6 separate regions of the Mus musculus genome follow, and regions 1, 2, 3, 4 and 5 are each linked to region 6. Evidence: chromatin contacts called from public Hi-C, HiChIP or PLAC-seq, Micro-C and promoter capture Hi-C data. All regions are on one chromosome and are shown on one strand. Each heading gives the region's core, a stretch centred on a gene start, on an enhancer-like site or on the middle of the called end of the contact. The rest is flanking DNA. Distances are from core to core; before and after follow the strand shown.

Region 1 (3,124 bases), core at 379-2,878, 340 kb after region 6:
TCTGTGTGAAGGTGTCAGATCCCATAGAACAGGAGTTATAGGCAGTTGTGAGCTGTCATGTGGGTGATAGGAATTGAACCTGGGTCCTCTGGAAGAACAGCCAGAGCTCTTAAACCACTGAGCTAAGCTAGCTCTCCAGCTCCCGCAAACAGAATTTTGATGACTGTCTATGCATGTGTGTGAATGTACGAACACTCACAACACTGTCTTACTTAAGATTTCACGATAAAGACCTTCAATCTAAAAGCTAATCTACACACGATTCACATACGGTTTTTATACTCCAGAATCATCTCAGTCATCCTCTCTTCTTCCTTTAATTTCAAAGACATCTTTTCTGAAAGACAAATTACAAGAGATATTTGAATCCCGCTGAAATAACAGTAAAAAATAAATAAGGTCAGCAAAATCCACAAGTTAGGAGTTAAGGGCTGGCAGTACCTGAAAACGCTTTCATGGAGTCCTTGAAGGCGTCTCTAAGTCCCAGCACTTGACTATGATTATCATCGAGTCTGTTTCTGAACTTATCCCCAAATTCATTGATGCTTTGATTTAAGAGTGCCAATTCGTCTTCACCCATTATGTTTTAAGACACTGCAAAACAGAGCACAAAGCTGTATTTTAGTTGCTATCGACACCAAATAAGCCACATTTTCGAGTTTATGTCTGCAGGTTGACTTTGCTACAGAATGGTTAATAATTGAGCAACTCAGCTAGCATAAAGGCAGACTTTAATTCCAACATTTCCAGCTGGGGGCAGGAGAATCTGAGGTAAAGGTCAGCCAACGTCAGGACCAGTCTGATATACAAGAGACCTTTTCTAAATAAACACAACAGGGTGTGAACTAAACGCCTTTTTTCGCCTTTTGTCCCAGCACTGTCCCAGCACATCGGAGGCAGAGAGGCAGAGAGGCAGAGGAAGGTATTTGAGTTCAAAGATAGCCTGGTCAACATTGGGCCAGAACCTAATAAAATGTAAAATAAGATAAAAATAATCCACTAACAGTCCGGTAGTTAGCAACAGGATGATCCAAGCCAATTTGGGCTTAACTGTGGTGGATGTGCATCAATCTGTTCTGAAGGCATGAAGGGAGGTGGAGGAGAGGAAAGAATATGACCAAAACAAGGTTGCACGAAGCTTTCAAGTCATGTTTTAACAGGACCCCGGTGTCACTCCGCTTCTCCTAAAGGACCTGCTCGCAGGCAACGAGACCGAGACTCGAAGAGGTTGGGGGACAGACAGACCTGCAGGTTTTCTGCATCAGACCCCTGGCCGACTGCTCCGTCCACTCCTCCCCCTGCAGGGCGGAAGAGGGGAGTGTGATCGGGACCGAGCAGCGCCAGGACCCGAACTCCGCGGCTAACAGCGGACGCCCGCATTCCAGGCTCTGCGGACCCACGCCGACATGCCCAGGCCGGCTTCCCTCAGCCCGGGCGTGCGGTCGGCGAAGCCCCACAACCCTTCAAACGGCTCCCGACCTGAGCGGCCAGGAACGCCGCGGTCTCCACCAGACTGGACCTGTCCGGCAGGAACCAGCCCGCCGCTCTTCCGTCTGCTGCTCCCGGGTCTGCTGCTCCTCCAGCGCGCAGTCTTTCAATTTCAAACTCTCCACCGCCTGCTTACCCGCCCTTCAACTCCGTCTTCTGATTGGCTGACAGGGCAGACTCTCCGTGCAAGGATTGGTTGATATCGGCCTGCGGAATTCTCGCGGACAACTATGGAGCAGAGCATTCTGGGATTCGTAGTTCTTTGCTGAGACAGCTTGGGACGCGGTCTATAGTGAAGTAGAAGGGCTTGCCCCAGAATGAAGAAAAAAATGTAAAAATTGAAATTTAACTGCTTTCTTTTATGACATATACTTCCTTCTTCCTTGCACTCGTTTTATTTTGGAAATGACGGAAAATCCTCTTGAACAGACTCCAGTTATGATTGATTAGGCTGAAACATCCTGAAAGTTACCAAACTATTTACCCAAACTTAATGTTTGAATTTCCCAAGCTTTTCTAACATTGATTTATCGTGAGTATTTTACTTATTTAATTTTTATGTTTGAACGTGTTTACAGAAGGGGGCATCGGATCCCCTGGAACAGTTGTGAGCCACTGATAATCAAACTCCTCTCCTCTGCCTGAGGAGCAGACGCCCTGCAACTTTGAGCCATGTCGCCAGTCCTTCAGCTGTTGATTTTAAGACCTACTGGCAAAAACAAGCTCCTGGATCTCGCAGAACTTCAAACTGAATGGGATCAGAACACTGTATACTAAAGTAACCGGTGCTCCCTGAAGAGAGACAGATGGAAGCCACCAAGTTATTAAACATATAATTAAAAATACACATAATTTTAAAAAATAGTAAAGATTTTAAGCTAAGATTTGTTAGAAGACAACTTCACAGATGAAACAGACTTGCTAACTACATCTTTCTTTGTAAAACTGAGAAAGATAGGGAATTGAGAATATGCCCTTTAAAGAAAAGGAACTTGAAGTGTGGTGGCACACGCGTTTAATCCCAGCCCTTGGAAGGCAGAGGCAGGCGGATTTCTGAGTTCGAGGCCAGCCAGGTCTACAGAGTGAGTTCCAGGACAGCCAGGGCTACACAGAGAAACCCTGTCTTGAAAAACCAAAAAAAAAAAAAAAAAAAAAAAAAAAGAAAGAAAAAAGAAAAGAAAGAGAAAACAAGGAACTTGAGATGGTCAATATTAAAAAAAAATTATTGTTATTTTCATCTTTGATTATGATAATTGTTTCTGAAAATAACCCTTTGCTTGTAGACCATACTAATATTTCTTTGATTCCCTTTAAGCATCCAAATGCCAACTATAAGATTAAGCTACCAGATTATGGCTATTTTATCCCCAAGTGGTGCACGCCTTTAATCCCAGCACTCAGGAGGCAGAGGCAGATGGATTTCTGGGTTTGAGGCCAGCCTGGTCTACAGAGTGAGTTCCAGGACAGCCAGGGCTACACAGAGAAACCCTGTCTCAAACCCCCCCCCCCAAAAAAAACAAAACAAAACAAAAAAAGAACTGAAAATCAAGACTATGAAGTCTGGACAAGTTACCATCCTTGACCTTGACCTTGTCATCATCATTCAGCACATCACAGTATACCTGATGCTCAGTGT
Region 2 (3,200 bases), core at 365-2,864, 270 kb after region 6:
GACTTTAATGGGAATGTGAGTTTCTTATCCCTGGATCTCATTATGCTGACATAACCTATCCAACTCCAGTCTCCTGATAGCTGCTCATTGCTGTAACCTCCAGTGATGGATGGTTCGGCCAGTAGAGAGAATCTTGTTGGTATGTGAGGGGTGGTTCCTGTCTAAGGCTGGCAAGTCATCTCTCAGCTCTTGTAAACTCTCCTCTTTCACTGTTAGCTCTCTCTCCTACACTATCTTCAGGGTCTTAAAAGAGAGCCTGGGCCCAAGAGGCAGCTGAGAGGAGGTTGTGTCAGTAGGATGGTGCAGCTGAGATACTGTGAGACCTGAAGTATTTGAGGGGGCTTTGGGGACAAAACCTATTCTCAGACAAGTCACAAGTCAGAGCAAAGCTACTCTGAGCCTTGTAAATGATTGTCATAAATCCATAGGCAATTAGAAACCTAGGGACTGACAACTGGGAAAGGTATTTTTAAAAGCAACAATAAAATAAGTTACTGATTGCCAGCTCTGCCCATCATTTTGAGCCATGAAAAAAGAAGGCCAATCTTAGGCTTAAATTAATAGCCTAGCCTCTTGGTCCTGCTTGGCTGAGAGTGAGGGCTGGATTCAGTTCAGCCCTGAGAGGTGTTTCATAAATGGTCTGCTTCCTGATAGTCTTCTGGACACTTTAGTGTTAACAGTCTCATAAGGTTGTTTGGTACCAGCTCTGAGTGACTTGGAGCAGAAAAAATAGAGGTTTGATATTGCAGGAGGGTATGGGCCATTAATTTACATATCAAAGCCGGGACTATAGGAAATTTGTCATCACCTCAGGGATTGACCTACTGTGTTCGTTATTGTCCTCATTGCTGCGACTAGCTGCCTGATAAAAGCAGAAGGAAAGGGTTTATTGTGGCCTGTAGTTTGAAGTACAGTGTATCATGACAGGAAATGCAAGGCAGCAGGAGCTTGAGGGCAGCTGGTCCTATTGCATCCGCAGACAGGTCCCAGAGAGAGGAATGCTAGTCCGCCACTCACGTTCTCCTTTTTACTGACGGTCAGGACCCCAGCTTATCTGATCATGCTGCCTACACTTAGGGTCGGTCTTTCCACCTCCATTAACTCAATCTAGACACCCCCCTCACGGACATGCTCTTAGGTGAGCCTCTTAGGTGAGTCTAGATCCTATCCAGTTGTCAATCAAGGCAAACCATCAGACAGCCCCACCTAGATCCAGGTGGGAATGCTGCGTACTTAACTCACCTTCTCCAATCAACGTGAGAACGAAAGACAGCTGTGACTGTCACTTTTCACCTATCTAGCTTGCCTAGACCCCAAAGGTCAGAGCAGCATAACGCACAGAAAATACAAGCCATGACTGGACCAGCAATTTCCACCATCATTCCAGGCATCCAGATCATGGGGAACTCTACCCAGCTTCTGAGCCTTCTCTCAAGGCTACACCTCAGGGCCTCAAAGTTCACTGGACTGCTTCTCACCATTCCCACTGGCTCTTTTGACCCAGAGCTGTTCTGTGCTTTTTCAGGAAATGAACTGGATGAAAGTCCAGGGGCTGGAACTTCCTCCTTGGTGTGTTTGACAAGGACTGACGTACTCTAAGCCCTTTGAATCCCGGAAGTCCAGAACACACCCAACCTGATTGATTGCAGCGTCCAGCATGCTGGATCGAGCGTAGGTAAAAGAAAAAGCAGACAGCATTTCAACATGAGGGACCCACTGACGGACTGTTCGGTGAGTAGCCCAGTGCAGTGTGTGTGTGCCTGTGTGTACGAGGCTAGGGGAAAATTTATAGATTAGTGGTTTCTAAGCTGCAGAAATTGGAGGCATTCAGAAAGCAGGCGTGTTTAGATTTTGGCTGTGGAACAGAAGTCTGCGGTTTTTCTTTGGTTAAGCTTAAAATAGAGCCCTCTTGAAAATGTGACAGTCATAGCCGTCTTTAGTTCTCAAATTGATGGGGAAAGATTTGGGTGAGTCTATAGCATCCTACTTGGATCCAGACGGGGCTGTTTGAGAAGCAATATTAAAGCTTGCTTGATGAGGTGCCAACATAGTCAACATCGTGTGTAGAGTAGACAGGGAAGCTCACAGACCGTCTGCAATGCATTTGGGCTCAGAGATTGAGTCAGGGAAGGATTTGCCTCCCCTCCACACCCTTCAACCCATTCCTGCTTTTTAATCAAACAGCTTGAGAGTTGTGATCCCAAAAGCCCTCAGGACACAGAACAGACTCCCATTGTGTCAGCCTGGTAGCTGGTTCGCCAGCCTGCTTGCTCTGGTCCTGGGATCTTCCCTGCCCCCCTCCCAATACAATATTGATCAAAAGTCCAAAGACACACAGCACAGTCACTAATGTATTATTAGTGGCAGAGATTTGACCTAGGAGACAAGATGCAAAGGAAATAAAGGGAAGGGAAATTTGTTCCGAAACCAAAGTAATCAAGGATTTTCAATGTCTTACCCAAGCTGTAAAGCGAAAAACTTGGTGACCTCAGAAGCCAGGAATTGTAGCCATGGTTCATATATTTTATTGAAAGAAACAAACCAACCAACCAGCCTGTGGAAAAGCAAATAGGAGAAATCTGTGAGGAAGCCATGATCAGCAGAGGATGCAGCTTTCCTTGTTGTTTATTCAAAGGGCAAGGAAACCATGGGCTTAGGAGAGGTGGAATTCCAACTGCTATTGGACAAACCTAGTTCAAGAATCCTGAGGCTGAAGTGAGGCAAACATCTAAGAGATTAAGAAGATAGCGTAGCACCAGTTCCATTAAGCATTAAAAAGATATGCTTAATGAATACACAGATTCCAACACCACACTTGAATGACAATATTGAGTGAACCCCCACCTCACCCCTTACTTTGGCACACAGCCTCAATCTACTCGGCATTGGGTGGTTATGGGTAACCTTTTAGAGAAATTTGTTCTTTTCTCTTTGTATTTGCACCCTACTACACTTTTAAATCCTCGCCTGTCTCACATGGATTCTGGTGATGTTTTCCCTGGTTCAGGTGACACCCAGATAAGTTGAGGCAAACACTTGGTACTGGCAAGTATTTAAAGAGAAAGTCAATGCCGAGATAGTACAATAGACAAAAGAGAGGGAGACAGGAGGCAGGACCAACTAGGTTTTTAAAAGAGAAAAGAAAGAAAAAGGGGAGTTAAAAGTCTATCATATCATTGTGTGTGTGTGTGTGTGTGTGT
Region 3 (2,990 bases), core at 54-2,553, 390 kb before region 6:
ATCGGTGAGGCACAAAACTTCTAAGTGAATGAACCTTTAGGTAAGGTTCTAAGCTAGAGGACACCACAAATATCCTGGCCCTACACGTGTTTGGCTCAAAGAAAAGTAACGCGGGCTTCTTGCCTTTCGACTTTGCCAGGTATTTAAAAATGTAAGATAAGATGGTATTAGTGAGCTGCCTAGGAGACACCGAAAGGCTGGGCGCGGATCGTGGACAGCCTCGAGTTTCACCCCAGCAGATCCTCCCGGAGCAGGGCAGAAGGCCAGCGCGGCCGCTCACCGGCCCCGGGGCTGGCAGCAGGCGGCGCGCCCGCAAGGAGGGAGGCAGGTACCGGGCGCACCGCGCGCAGAGCCGGGTTGCAGGGCGAGCATGCGGCGGCTGTCAGAAGAAGGCCAGCATCCTCCCTGGTCTGGGCAGGCGCCTGGGCCTCTGCCACTACTACGTGGCTGGGCTACCCACCGAGAGGTCATGGCAGGAGGCAGAGGCGCGGCTGCGCCCGCAGGGTCTCCCAGGACGCGTTTCACCCAGCACGGCGCGGGGGCGCGGAAGCCCAGGGCGGCGCCCCCGCATCCCCACCCCGCCCAGGCAGCCCATCCGCGTGGTCAGCGGCCACGAGCTGCGGCCCCAGGGCTCGAGGGGGGAGGAGGATGCGGCGTTACTGGGTTCCAGCTCCGCCGCCCCGGCGATCCGGGAGATAAAAGTTTGCAGCCTGCAGCTCGTCTGCAGTGCGAGTCACATCCGCCGCGCCACCTCCTGCAGCAGCCGCGCTCAGGGAAGGAAGGGACAAATTAAAAATTAAAAAAGACAATAAAATAACTGTTGAAGCCGGTAGGCCCCGAAGCCGGCCGCTCTGCCTCTGGGCGTGCAGGCAGGCAGGAGAACCGCATCCCGCACCCACTCCCGCCCAGTCTCGGCGCCCGGCCTGGACCGGCCCCGCAGCACCCTCCGCACTGACCGATAACCTCCTGGAGCTCGTACGCGTCCCTGCAGATGGGCCAGCCGACCGCCTGAGCTGCCGGGGCCGGGGCTGGAGCAGCAGCTGGAGCCGGGGCCGGGGCTGCGGACGCCGCCGGAGCCGGGGCCGGGGCCGGGGCTGGTGCTGATGTCGCGGCCGCCGGGGCCGTCGCCGCCGCCGCTGTCACCGGGGCCGCCTGCTGGGAAAGCTGGACGTGCACAGGCGAGCCGCTCGGCTCCGCCATGATGCTGCGGGAGGAGAGTGAGGGGACGCGCCGGCCGGCGGACGACCTTCCACTTGAAACTTCCCTAGCCTCGTCGCCCACACCTCTCGGCCGGCGCACGCCCTCCCCGTCCGCCGCAGCCGCCGCCGCCGCCGGAGCCTGCCACGAGGGGAGGGAGCCAGCCGGAGGCCGAGCGGGGCGGAGGGAGGAGGCTGCGCCGCGGAGGCGGGGACGGGAGGAGGCGGCGGCCGCCGCGCCCGCCGCGCGCCCCGATCCTCGCGCGCACGGTGCTCTCAGCGCCGAGGGGAACCGCCGCCCCCTCCCGCCCTGCTCGCCGCCAGGGAAGTTTCCACGCGCTGGGAGCCGGGCGGCTTCGGGGGGTGATTTCGGGGCTTGCCCCGCTCCCTTCCTGCCCTGCCGCGCCTCCGCCCTAGACAATCGCACTCTCCCGAAGAAGCCCCCCTGGGACTCCGAGGGCGGGGTCGTTGAACGGCTGCCAGATTCTCAGCCTGCTAACTCTCCCCGAGCGAGCGAAAGAACCTGGAGTTCTTTTACAAGTTAGCGAGGGAGACACCTACCTACACGGCGTCGGTTTTGTAGGACGCCGGTTAAAAAATAACCCAACTTGTAACTTTCCGGCGCTTTACCTGGCAGGAGCCCTTTCGCACCTTGCCTAATGAAATCGCCAGTGCTGCTCTGAAATGAAACCCGACTCCCTAAATCCCCGGCTTTCTCTTTTGTTCAAAGACACTTGGACCCTAGGAAGGTGATGTCAGGGGCAGTGAAGTTACAAGAAGTAGAGAGGAGAAAGGAGTGTAACAAAATCAGAGCGCAGGCCTAGCATGCTATGGTTCTATCCCCAGCACTTTTTATGTGCTTAAAACCATGCTCGGAGGTAAAGTGCCAGCTTAATACACTTAAGGTCCTTGGTTCGATACCAAGTACAAATGAATACATAAACAGTCACATTAACCCTTTAAGACCCTAAGGTCAGACAGCAAGTTTCTTGACAGAACACTATGAACCTACTGGGGCATAAATTAACTGCAATGGAAAGTTTTGAATAAATGCTGCTTTTTCAACACTCCCCAAATTACCTCATCTTTAAAATAGCTGTGGCAAAACCAGAGATTTTTCTAATTGCAGGTGTCACATTTGAATGTTCAACTCTCATCCCTCACAGAGGTGACCACTATTAAAAGATTCTTGTCTCAGGCTGGAATGGTACTCTGACTCAATAGGCGTATTCGTTATGTGGCTGACATTAGGCTGGCTGGTTCTCACGAGACAGCCAGGCTTGAGAAAGAACAAAGCACAGGAGAGCCATGAAACTCTTAAAGGGATAAAAATAAAAATCTCCTTAAACTCTTTAAAAAATAATTCAAAAGAAACTTAGACATTTGCTAGGAGAAAAACCAGTTGTCTGGCAAAAGCAATGACGTTAACTGTTTACTTAACCTCTTAGGGCACTATGGGACAGATGGATAAACTAGCAACTAGCATGACTTGCTCAAAGAGCTAATATTTATGCTGCTAAGAACTTGTATTTCCTTTTGTGCAGATATACTATTTTTTAAAAAGCCAGCATATTTGTTTTAATTTATGTCAAGAAATAGACTACTTCATAAACAAACTCTAGGCCTCTGATGAACAGGGCAGTTATCCCAAGTCACTGGTTACCTCTCCCTGAGCTGCTCCCATTTCATCCAAAGAACTTTTAAGGACTGCTTTTAAAGGAAAAAGAGACAAGATTAACAGAGCATTCCTCCACGTTGTCATATGAAGTTATGTCTTGACTTTTGATCGTGAAA
Region 4 (3,159 bases), core at 22-2,521, 290 kb after region 6:
AAATGAGGCTCAGAGAAGCTGAGTGAGTCTTCCAGGATCACACAGAAAACCTGCAGCCAGGAATATCTGCTTTCAGATCCGGGCTCTGGACTCTCTGAGGCCCACACCCAGGATGCATTTCGTGCCAAGCTGTCCAGTGTCTGTGCAGTCACCTGCGCACTTCTCCGTAGTCCCTCGTATCCTTAGAAAAACAATTATATTTGGTTTAATTTACATGAAATAATAAGCACTTATTTGTTGGTGGAGTCCATGGAGCCCAGGCTGATCTCAAACTCCTTGTGTAACCTCAGACAATCTGATCCTTCTGCCACCGCCTCCCAGTTGCTGGGATTACAGGGGTGAGTCACGTTGTCCAGCAGAGCTGATTTTAAATGTAGGGTTGAGTCCAGTCTAACTGACGTGTATACCACGTAACTGACCATCACCAGGGTCAGACATTTTTCAACCCACTCCAGGTTGCTTCTTTCTGTTCACACCTCTGCCCTGGCCAGCACCAAACAACCACTGAGGCCTTTCATATGCGTGTATATTACTTTTGTCTCTTCTGTGTGTTCCTGTCCCTGGAAACATACACTAGGCAACTCTCTGGTGTTGCTTTAGATTGTAAAAACCCTGGCACTTGGTCTGGTTTTCTTTCTCTCTCTCTCTCTCTCTCTCTCTCTCTCTCTCTCTCTCTCTCTCTCTCTCTCTCTCTCTCTCTCTCTCTCTCTCTCTTTCTCCCTCTCTCTCTTTCTTTCTTTCTTTTTAGTTTTTTCAAGACAGGGTTTCTCTGTGTAGCCCTGGCTGTCCTGGAACTCACTCTGTAGACCAGGCTGGCCTCAAACTCAGAAATCCACCTGCCTCTGCCTCCCAAGTGCTGGAATTAAAGGCGTGCGCCACCACTGCCCGGCCTGGTTTTCTTATGGTCCAGTGCAAGATGCAGATTAGGCCACTGGAGGCCCACCTTGGATCCATTCCACTTCTGGTAGAAAGGCAGCTTCCTCCCTTCCTCCCTCTTAAAATTGGCATGTGCTCTGTCCCTGCAGTTAACCGACTTTTTAGTTTGCCCTGACTTGAGAGGACTCCTTATGGACTCCCTAGAGCTGACTCCTGCTGTGAGAGGAGATAACACTAGGCTTCCTGTCCTCCCTATAGGCCCCCAGGAATATTTGTGACCTTTGTGTTTATTACACACAGGACCAGGAAAGATCTGAGGCTGGCCTAAAAGTCAGGATGGTGCAAGACTGGGGCTCCAATTTCAAGAGCAGTGGGCACCTGTGCCAGGGACTCTGCTCACATCCTGCAGTCACTTCCATCCTTTGCCACTTACGTCCTCAAAGACTTGCTTTATTTATCTATAAGGGGACCTGAAGAGATTTTCATTGAGAGTCTTCTAAAGTTACACACACACACACACACACACACCACACCTACCTGCTCTCTTCCTTGGTCACTTTATTTCCCTGATTTTCTGCAGACACAAAATAGAAGATGAAAATCTAAATGAAAAGAAAAAAAAAAAAGGCATCAACCCTGGGGTCGGGAGCGGGAGCAGTCAGTGTGTAGAATGTCTGTGGCACAAATAAATATACTGGCTGAATTTAATCTCCTGGAGAAACTGAAACCCCAGCCAGGGAGCCAATGTGAGGGTGGAGGCAGCTTGTGGGCTGTGGTGTTTGATTTCTCAGAGCTCACCAGAGAATGACCCCCACCTCCATCCCACCCCTTTCTGTCTCCAGCTGTCTCAGCACTGCTTGGGCCTGGGCCTCAGAGAGCATGAAGTCTGCAGCAGACCTCCATCAGTGAGTGCTTCCAGTAACACCATCCCCTCGCCCTCTCCTACCCTCCCCATACCTTTGTCCCTACTTAGAGTGGGTGGGTGTCAGTATTCCCCTTCAATCCTGCCCTGAATTGATAAGCTGTAACCTGCCACTCACTTATCTCCCCGGAAACGAATTTGGACAGTAGATATAAACCCAAGACAATTTTCTATTTCCAGAAAACTTGGCAAAGCAATTGAGTTGGAAGCGATAAAGCCAACACACCAGGTCCTGAGTATGCAAGAGAAGAAGAGAAAGTCGGTGAGACCACCAGGCTGCGCTTTTCCCTTAAAGGCAAAATCAGTAGAGCTAGGGAATACTCAGTGGCTAAGGCACCCTCCTCATGTACCCCAGGCCCGAGATTCAAACCCCAACATAATAAAACATTCCTAACAAACAAACAAACAAACCAAACAAATTCACGAGGCAGAAGAAGGTGAATTTCTATGCATTCTAGGCTAATAAATTTCAAGCCAACCAGGACTATATACTGAGGTCCTGTGTTTAAAAACAAAGCTGGGGGCCGTGCTGCGTGCCTGTAAATCTCTGCACTTGGGTTGTGGGGGCAGGGGAATAGAGAGTTCAAGATCAGACTTGATTACACAGCATTTTCCAAAACAGCTTGAGACAGTGACTCAAAAGGACTAAAGAAATAAACACATGAGCAAGATTTCTGTCTATGGCCCACAGAGCAAAAGGCTACAGTAATAGTGAGTCTCAGAAATTTATAATGAAAATAATTAATAATAATAATAATAATAATAATAAACAATAATGTTTGTTAACACAGTGTTGGCAATATAGTGAAAAAAATAGTAGGGAGCAACTACTTTATCATTAAAAATAAGTCTGAAGAAGTCAAGCAATAGACTAAGATAGAGTCATTAAAAGGTTTATAGGAGAGCCAGGGACCTAGCTCTGGGACAGCATGTTTTTGGCCTTGAATTCAATATTCAGCACTGTGAAGATAACATACATATATAGTGGATTTTAGAAAGATGGCTCAGTGGTTACAAACAGGATCTGCTCTTATGGAAGACTGGAAATTTAATCCCGACACCCATATCGGGTAGCTCACAACCATTTGTAATTCCAACAGCAGGCATCCAGTGCTCTCTTGACGCCTCTCTGGGTACCCACTCTCACTTGTGCACACATACACATAGACACATACACATAATTAAAAACAAGTGTTTTTACATATGGTATCAAATGAAAAAGTGAGATAAATCTAATAAGTAATAAAATCTCAACTGGAAGATCCTTTCCAAAATGTTAATACGAATTACTTTGAGATGATAAAATCAGAGGTTATTTTTCAATTTTTAGTACTTTTTACATGGTCTTTACAATTTTGTTA
Region 5 (3,018 bases), core at 344-2,843, 500 kb after region 6:
TCATTCCCATTTCTTGAATTTCTTATTGTCGATCTCAATTATATGTGGCTTAGCCAGCCATTCAGTTGATCATCATGCTGGTATGGTTTACCCACAGCATCACCAAGAAGACTAGGATGATGGTGATCTGCACCTTTGGCTAAAAGTAATGGCTAAAGAGCAGGATCCCTACATCTACCTCAAGCCCAGAAAAAAAAAAAAATCATGCTCCACCTGGTGGCTCCAAACAGTTGACAATGAAAGAAGCTGTTCTGGATGCTAGAGTGTAGATATGGCAGGATCTTAAGCAAAGTACGCCATCTTGAAGACTAGTTTTTACACTGATTATTTTGGCTTATTGTTTGCTTGTTGTTGAACCATGTGTGATCAGATGGCTATCGACATAAAATAAGATCACGTGTGGGGATTTACATATCGTAAATTTACACACCTTATCATTTGCAATGTTGTTTCTCCATTCTTACCTTTACGACTTTAAGCCTCTAAACTCCTTAAAACTTCCACCTCTGAAGAAATGTACCCCTTTTTCTTCATTCCTCCATTGAATTCATTTAAAAATTTCCCCACTTTCTAACAAATACAGAGACCCTTAATGAGAGAGAGAGAGAGAGAGAGAGGGAGAGGGAGAGGGAGAGGGAGAGGGAGAGGGAGAGGGAGAGGGAGAGGGAGAGGGAGAGGGAGAGGGAGAGGGAGAGGGAGAGGGAGAGGGAGAGGGAGAGGGAGAGGGAGAGGGAGAGGGAGAGGGAGAGGGAGAGGGAGAGGGAGAGGGAGAGGGAGAGGGAGAGGGAGAGGGAGAGGGAGAGGGACCTTGGAACACTCAGCTCTAAGTGGGATCATCAATTCACTCTCTTCAAAGCTCAGGGGACCCCACAGAAGAGAAGGCAGAAAGGGAGTAAGAGCTCGAGGGAATGGAGGACACAAAGAGTCTATGGCCCTCTAAATCACCTGAGCGAAGCTCACATGGACTCACTGAGATGGAAGCAGCAAGCACAAGGCCAGCATGGGCGGGGATCGGCCCCTCTGCATGCAGATTATGCTCCAACCTTAGTATTGTTATGGGATTCCTGAATGTGGGAATAAGCAGGCCACTAATTCCTGTTCCTTCCCTTGGGCTCTTTTCCTTCCATGAGTTTGCCTTGTCCAACATCGATGTGATGGTTTATATTTTATCTTATTATCTCTTATCTTATAATGTTTTGTTGTTACCTCTTAGAAGTCTGTGCTTTTCCAATGAGAGACAGAAAGGATGCAGATAGGAGAGAAGATGAGGAGTAACTAGGAGGAGTGGAGGGAAGGGAATCTGTAATCAGGTCATATTGCATAAGAAGAGAATCTATTTTCCATGAAAGGGAAAATGAAAATGTAAATCTTTCAATTAAAAAATAAAAATTTCTCCCTTCCAAGGACCTGCAGCCGAGTTTTTGTTGTATCTGTCAGACTGTATCTTACTTCCTGGGCCCTTGGTTCTTTGTTTTTATTTATCTCACATTGTCCTAACATTTATGATTGCTTTCTCTTGTGAATCTATGGCCTCTCTGAGAGTCCCCAAATAATCCAGTGGGTTTAGTTTCTCTTCCTTATTACTGGAAACTCTTGACTCATAAGCCGAAGACTTCTCCTTCTCCTTGACTGCCATCAGTTTTCCATTCTTCCCTCTCAGAGCATAGACTCTGGGAGGCAATCCACATTCGTGACACACATAGGGAAGCAAAGAACTAGGGAAGAAGGGGTTAACTAACTACTGGAATGTATGAACATGGGTTGGAAACACAGCTCATTGTTCCTTAAGAAGAACCATACTAGGATATGTCTTCCCCAATCTGATTTCCTTACAATTTATTTGTTGCAATAAGAGTCTTTTAATCAAAGACTGTTGGTCACTAAAGAAAAGTCTGACATTTGGATAGGCACTGAAGACAAAGATTACAAGCAAAATAGGTATGGTCTCATGAAGCTTACAGTCCAAAAGAGAACCAATAATAAATGAATGAAGCTTAAAGCCCAAAGAAGACACAATAATAAATAAATAAGCTATCATAGAAACAATCACTCATCTGGTGCTCAAAACTCAGGAGGGACACACACGAACTCCCTCCCAAAGAACTCAGCCTCTCTAATGGAATCAAGTTGTTGATTTGATTCTCCTAAAGTATATGTGGATCATTTTTTTCTGCTGACTTCTGCCACCCACCATATTTGACTCCAAATTCTAGAGTCTACCTCTTCAGCCACCTCTCCCTTACATCTGCTGTAATCATTTATCTTTTCTCTCCTACTCAGTAAGTGTCCCCTCTTGCTCCTGGAGCCTGCTGTGCCCCCACATGGGCATCTCTCTACTAAGACATTTACCCCTTTGGTTTCCATTGCTGTAAAGAGAAACCATGACTAAGGCAACTCTTATAAAGGACAACATTTAATTGAAGCTGGCTTACTGGTTCTGAAGTTTTCATCTACTCGGTGTCACCCTGAAACTGCCTGCTTTGTCTACTACAAAAGCCATACCAATGTGTCAAGACACTACTCTTGCCCAACTGGGTTCCTATAATGTGGGAAAGGATGCCTTTTCTTGTGACATAGTACATTTCTCTTTGATAAGTCTCTCTATCTAATAGGGGATGCTTAGGATTGAATTCTTTTTAATTAGATATTTTCTTTGTTTACATTTCAAATGTCAACAACCCTTTCCTGGTTAACCCCCCTATCCCATCCCCCCTTCCCCTGCTCACCAACCCACCCACTCCTGCTTCCCTGTCCTGGCATTCCCCTACACTGGAGCATCAAGCCTTCTCAGGACCAAGGGCCTTTCCTTCCATTGATGTCCAATAAGGCCATCCTCTGCTACATATGCATCTGGAGCCATGGGTCCCTCCATGTATACTCTTTGGAGGGTAGTTTAGTCCCTGGGAGCTCTGAGGGTACTGGTTGGTTCATATTGTTGTTCCAACTATGGCGCTGCAAGCTCCTCCAGCTCCTTTGGTCCATTCTCTAGCTCCTCCATTGGGGACCTTGTGCTCAGTC
Region 6 (2,943 bases), core at 202-2,701:
CTGGGGTTTGAGTGGTGATGGGGACTGCTCAGATGTGAAATGGTACGGCAGTTTAGATCAGCTGGTAGCCAAACAGGTAGTGGAGGGTGTAAGGTAATGGTTTATAAAATGACTTGGATGAATTTGTGATGTTAGAAAGGAAGTATGCAAGCAAGAGGAAAGTGGCTGCTTCCTTTTGGACTGAGCCGTGACCACAGGAAGGACAGGTCTGGAGGAGAGAGTAGTCATCGACCATCCAAAGAGAACTGCTAGGGACTGAATGTGTTCTCCCCAAATTCAGTGCACTGGCATTTGGAGGCTAAGCCCTTGGGATGTAATTAGTTTATGAGAATGAAATCTTGGGATGTAATTAACTTATGAGGATGAAACCTTGGTTGGAGCCCTAGTCAGATGACACACGGGTGCAGTCTCTCTGTCTCTGCAACAAGAAATTCTCTGCGAAGACAATCACCTGTCAGGAAGAGTCCAGGAAGGGTGTCTTTGCCACCCCTTAGATTGCCTAGAACTTTGGCTTTGGACTTTGCCTCTGCAAGTATGAGGAACGCATTTTCATTGATTGAGCCATATGTCAAAACAAACAGCCTGAATTAAGGCAGGAACTGACCTTTGCAATCACAGCTGACCTTGAGTGACTTCATTGGGTGGGGAAGGCATGAATGGAAGTTCAATAAAGAACAGGAGGTGAGAATCAGGAGGCCTTGAGAGTTTGGTTTAAAGGCAGGGAGAGGAGGAATAAATACTCCTGCCCCCATTATCTACCAAGTCAAAATGTGGTTCCCACAGTATTTTCAGAGGTTACTGGCGCAGTTCCCCATAATGCTGCCGTTACTAGCTGCTATCACCATTAGACACCATCATCAAGCAATTCATTAATCAATCATAAATGCCTAATTTCTTGTGCTACTTCATAAATCAAAATTAGGAGCCTTGTTCCTTGGGGGACCCAGCTCAAGGGGAAGCAGTAGTGTAAAACGTGCCAGGAAGGTCAAGGAGGGGGGTGAGGTGCGGGTCGGAGGCAGAAGTCTCTTGCCAAATCATCCAGCCCCAGTTCCTGATTTTCTTTTAGCACTGGAGAGGATGATCCTTCCCCTCCCACTCCTTCCTCCTTCGCCTTTGCGCCCCCTACTTCTTCTTCTGGGGTTCTTTTTCAGCGCAGGGCTCTCTCTGGAAGCTCGGCCCCTGCCAGGCTCCTTTTCGCCTCCCTGCGCTCAGGAAGAGGACAAGAGCGCAGACACTCCAGTGGGGCAGGAGCTGGCGTTCTAACCAGGTGCGACCCAACTTGGGGCTGGGACAGAGGTGCGGGACGCGCTCCAGGTGCGGGTCCAGAGCCAGAGCGCGGCCCGCAGCTCCCAGGGCGTGGGCGAGCCGGCCGCGTGTGCCTCGGTGCTTGACGGGAACACTAGCCAATCAGGGCGTGCGGCCAGGCTGCCACGTGACAGGCGAGGCGGCCCTTTTCCCAGCGCGGCCAGAGGGAGGAGTGGAGCGGATCGCGGAGCCTGAGAGTGCAGCGGCCACAGAGGAGGCGGCGGCAGGCGGAGCGGCAGCGGCAAAGGCTCCCGGCCAACCCAGCGCGCATCCCCAGTGCCCTGAGCTGCAGAGAGCTCGGAGGAGCGCGGGAGCAGCGACACCGGAGTGGACAAAGCAAGATGGCAGGGATCTTAGCCTGGTTCTGGAACGAGCGGTTTTGGCTTCCGCACAATGTCACCTGGGCAGACCTGAAGAACACGGAGGAAGCCACCTTTCCGCAGGCGGAGGACCTCTACCTTGCCTTCCCCTTGGCCTTCTGCATCTTCATGGTGCGGCTCATCTTCGAGAGGTAAGAAGGGCCGAAGTGCCTGCTCTCCCGCACACACGCACACGCGTGCACACTCGCCTGCTCCGTGGCGCACGCCCCCGCGCTTGGGCTCACACCTCCCAACCTTTGTGTTCTCTGTGGGGTCCCGATCCCTCGGCCAGGCTGACTTCTAGGGAGCTAGAGAGGGTCCAACTCGACCGCGGATTTCCTCCGGGGCGCCACGAAGGGGCGGCAGGGCGCTTGGTCACCGCCCGCGCTCCTCCTTTCCCGGCTTCCTCCTCCTAGAGAGGGTCGGCGAACAAAGGTGAGCGGAGGCTGGCCGCGGGGAACCGCTGCGCCGAGGGCTCGGCCGGCTCCCTCCGAGCCGGCACTAGGCGCTTCCAGATTGGGCTTCTCCTCCGAGGCTCGCCGCCACCCACCTGACAGCCTGGAACGATGGGGACGCGCGGCCCGGAGGGAGGAGGAGCGCACACACTTCCAGCCCTTCCACTCTTGCACGCACGCGGGCCGCGCTGCAGAAGAATTTGCTCGGACCTTTGGCTTTAGCTTGCTCCCTGGCTTCCATCCGTGACACGGAGTTTTAGGCCCTGGGTCCTGGGAAATAGGTGACGACAGCACTCCGGATCGCTACTGGTTTCTTTAAAAGAGGGCAGAACAGGACCGGTGCCCCTCGAAATAGTCATTTGAATCGATAGTAGGACCCCGTGACTAATCATAAGCGTCTTGCTGGTACCGGAAGACACTTGAAACGTTAAAAGAATTGTCTCATAATTTTTGGTATGAGTCCTCGATTTGGTTAGATCTCGCCATTGTAACTGCACACAAACTTGTGCTACTCTCACTGAGTCAGCCTTAAGTCACAGAACTAGATCTTGCCTGCTGTGCATTCAACACTTACTCGTGAAACAAAATCAGCACCGCACACTTCTTTCTTTTAACTGAAAAAAAAATCGCCTTCCTCTTTCCTCCTCCCACCTCCATTCATCAGCGAAGGCTGATTTCTTAGATCACAAATATCCATTTCTACTCTAACCTCCCTTCCCTGCCTCCAGCTCACCTTGGCTGTTGCTCAGGCTGCTGCTATCTTGTTTACTGTTGGTTTGCCTAAATCCATTATTGAGAATGTCAGAATGTATCTTTTGTGTCTT

What was found. Promoter capture Hi-C pulls out the DNA fragments that hold promoters and counts their contacts. A called contact is a pair of places that touch in the nucleus more often than the background predicts. HiChIP or PLAC-seq counts read pairs in DNA pulled down with a chosen protein or histone mark.
Region 1: a contact with region 6 is called in a promoter capture Hi-C map of neural stem cells. The contact joins the promoter of Spc25 here to the promoter of Cers6 in region 6. A contact is called at or near these places in 16 of 39 promoter capture datasets (the 3T3-L1 cell line, 3T3-L1-derived adipocytes, the HPC-7 cell line and 11 more), 16 of 484 Hi-C or Micro-C datasets (the HPC-7 cell line, Th1 cells, embryonic stem cells and 9 more), 10 of 115 datasets of contacts at active chromatin or transcription factors (the NIH/3T3 cell line, astrocytes, bone marrow-derived macrophages and 7 more) and 3 of 9 other capture datasets (adipose tissue, liver and pancreatic islet).
Region 2: a promoter capture Hi-C map of liver shows a contact between it and region 6. The contact joins the promoter of Nostrin here to the promoter of Cers6 in region 6. A contact is called at or near these places in 13 of 39 promoter capture datasets (the 3T3-L1 cell line, 3T3-L1-derived adipocytes, the HPC-7 cell line and 8 more), 1 of 15 datasets of contacts at CTCF or cohesin (the NIH/3T3 cell line), 1 of 484 Hi-C or Micro-C datasets (extraembryonic endoderm stem cells), 12 of 115 datasets of contacts at active chromatin or transcription factors (the SCID.adh cell line, bone marrow-derived dendritic cells, bone marrow-derived macrophages and 8 more) and 2 of 9 other capture datasets (adipose tissue and liver).
Region 3: a Micro-C map of embryonic stem cells shows a contact between it and region 6, with 4 times the contacts expected there. The contact joins the promoter of Stk39 here to the promoter of Cers6 in region 6. A contact is called at or near these places in 10 of 484 Hi-C or Micro-C datasets (CD4 T cells, CD8 T cells, Sertoli cells and 4 more).
Region 4: a Hi-C map of nephron progenitors shows a contact between it and region 6, with 2.9 times the contacts expected there. The contact joins the enhancer-like site here to the promoter of Cers6 in region 6. A contact is called at or near these places in 1 of 484 Hi-C or Micro-C datasets (nephron progenitors), 7 of 115 datasets of contacts at active chromatin or transcription factors (bone marrow-derived macrophages, embryonic hindbrain, embryonic limb bud and 4 more) and 1 of 9 other capture datasets (macrophages).
Region 5: an H3K4me3 HiChIP or PLAC-seq map of bone marrow-derived macrophages shows a contact between it and region 6, with 4 times the contacts expected there. The contact joins the enhancer-like site here to the promoter of Cers6 in region 6. A contact is called at or near these places in 2 of 39 promoter capture datasets (cranial neural crest and hippocampal neurons) and 4 of 115 datasets of contacts at active chromatin or transcription factors (bone marrow-derived dendritic cells, bone marrow-derived macrophages, embryonic forebrain and 1 more).

What each region holds. Positions count from the first base shown.
Region 1 is chr2:69,204,585-69,207,708 of GRCm38.p6, forward strand. Spc25 (SPC25, NDC80 kinetochore complex component, homolog (S. cerevisiae)) reads right to left here and starts at 1,629. Exons shown (of 7, transcript NM_001199124.2): 1 at 1,480-1,629; 2 at 442-594; 3 at 272-337. The coding sequence starts at 580.
Region 2 is chr2:69,134,186-69,137,385 of GRCm38.p6, forward strand. It overlaps Nostrin (nitric oxide synthase trafficker), which reads left to right and starts at 1,615. Exons shown (of 16, transcript NM_181547.3): 1 at 1,615-1,731. The coding sequence starts at 1,705.
Region 3 is chr2:68,470,678-68,473,667 of GRCm38.p6, forward strand. It overlaps Stk39 (serine/threonine kinase 39), which reads right to left and starts at 1,304. Exons shown (of 18, transcript NM_016866.2): 1 at 957-1,304. The coding sequence starts at 1,200. It overlaps Gm13596 (a long non-coding RNA gene), which reads left to right and starts at 2,287. Exons shown (of 4, transcript XR_866392.3): 1 at 2,287-2,990.
Region 4 is chr2:69,154,395-69,157,553 of GRCm38.p6, forward strand. It overlaps Nostrin (nitric oxide synthase trafficker), which reads left to right. Exons shown (of 16, transcript NM_181547.3): 4 at 1,719-1,781; 5 at 1,979-2,060. Among named protein-coding and RNA genes, the nearest start is that of Nostrin, 20 kb to the left of the region's middle. Within about 2 kb of position 1,272, at least 7 of the 459 cell types and tissues checked have an H3K27ac peak or open chromatin away from gene starts, as enhancers often do. A contact at or near this core is called in nephron progenitors, where this site is marked.
Region 5 is chr2:69,357,903-69,360,920 of GRCm38.p6, forward strand. No RefSeq gene overlaps it. Among named protein-coding and RNA genes, the nearest start is that of Abcb11, 17 kb to the left of the region's middle. Within about 2 kb of position 1,594, at least 3 of the 459 cell types and tissues checked have an H3K27ac peak or open chromatin away from gene starts, as enhancers often do. A contact at or near this core is called in bone marrow-derived macrophages, where this site is marked.
Region 6 is chr2:68,859,990-68,862,932 of GRCm38.p6, forward strand. It overlaps Cers6 (ceramide synthase 6), which reads left to right and starts at 1,452. Exons shown (of 10, transcript NM_172856.4): 1 at 1,452-1,816. The coding sequence starts at 1,647.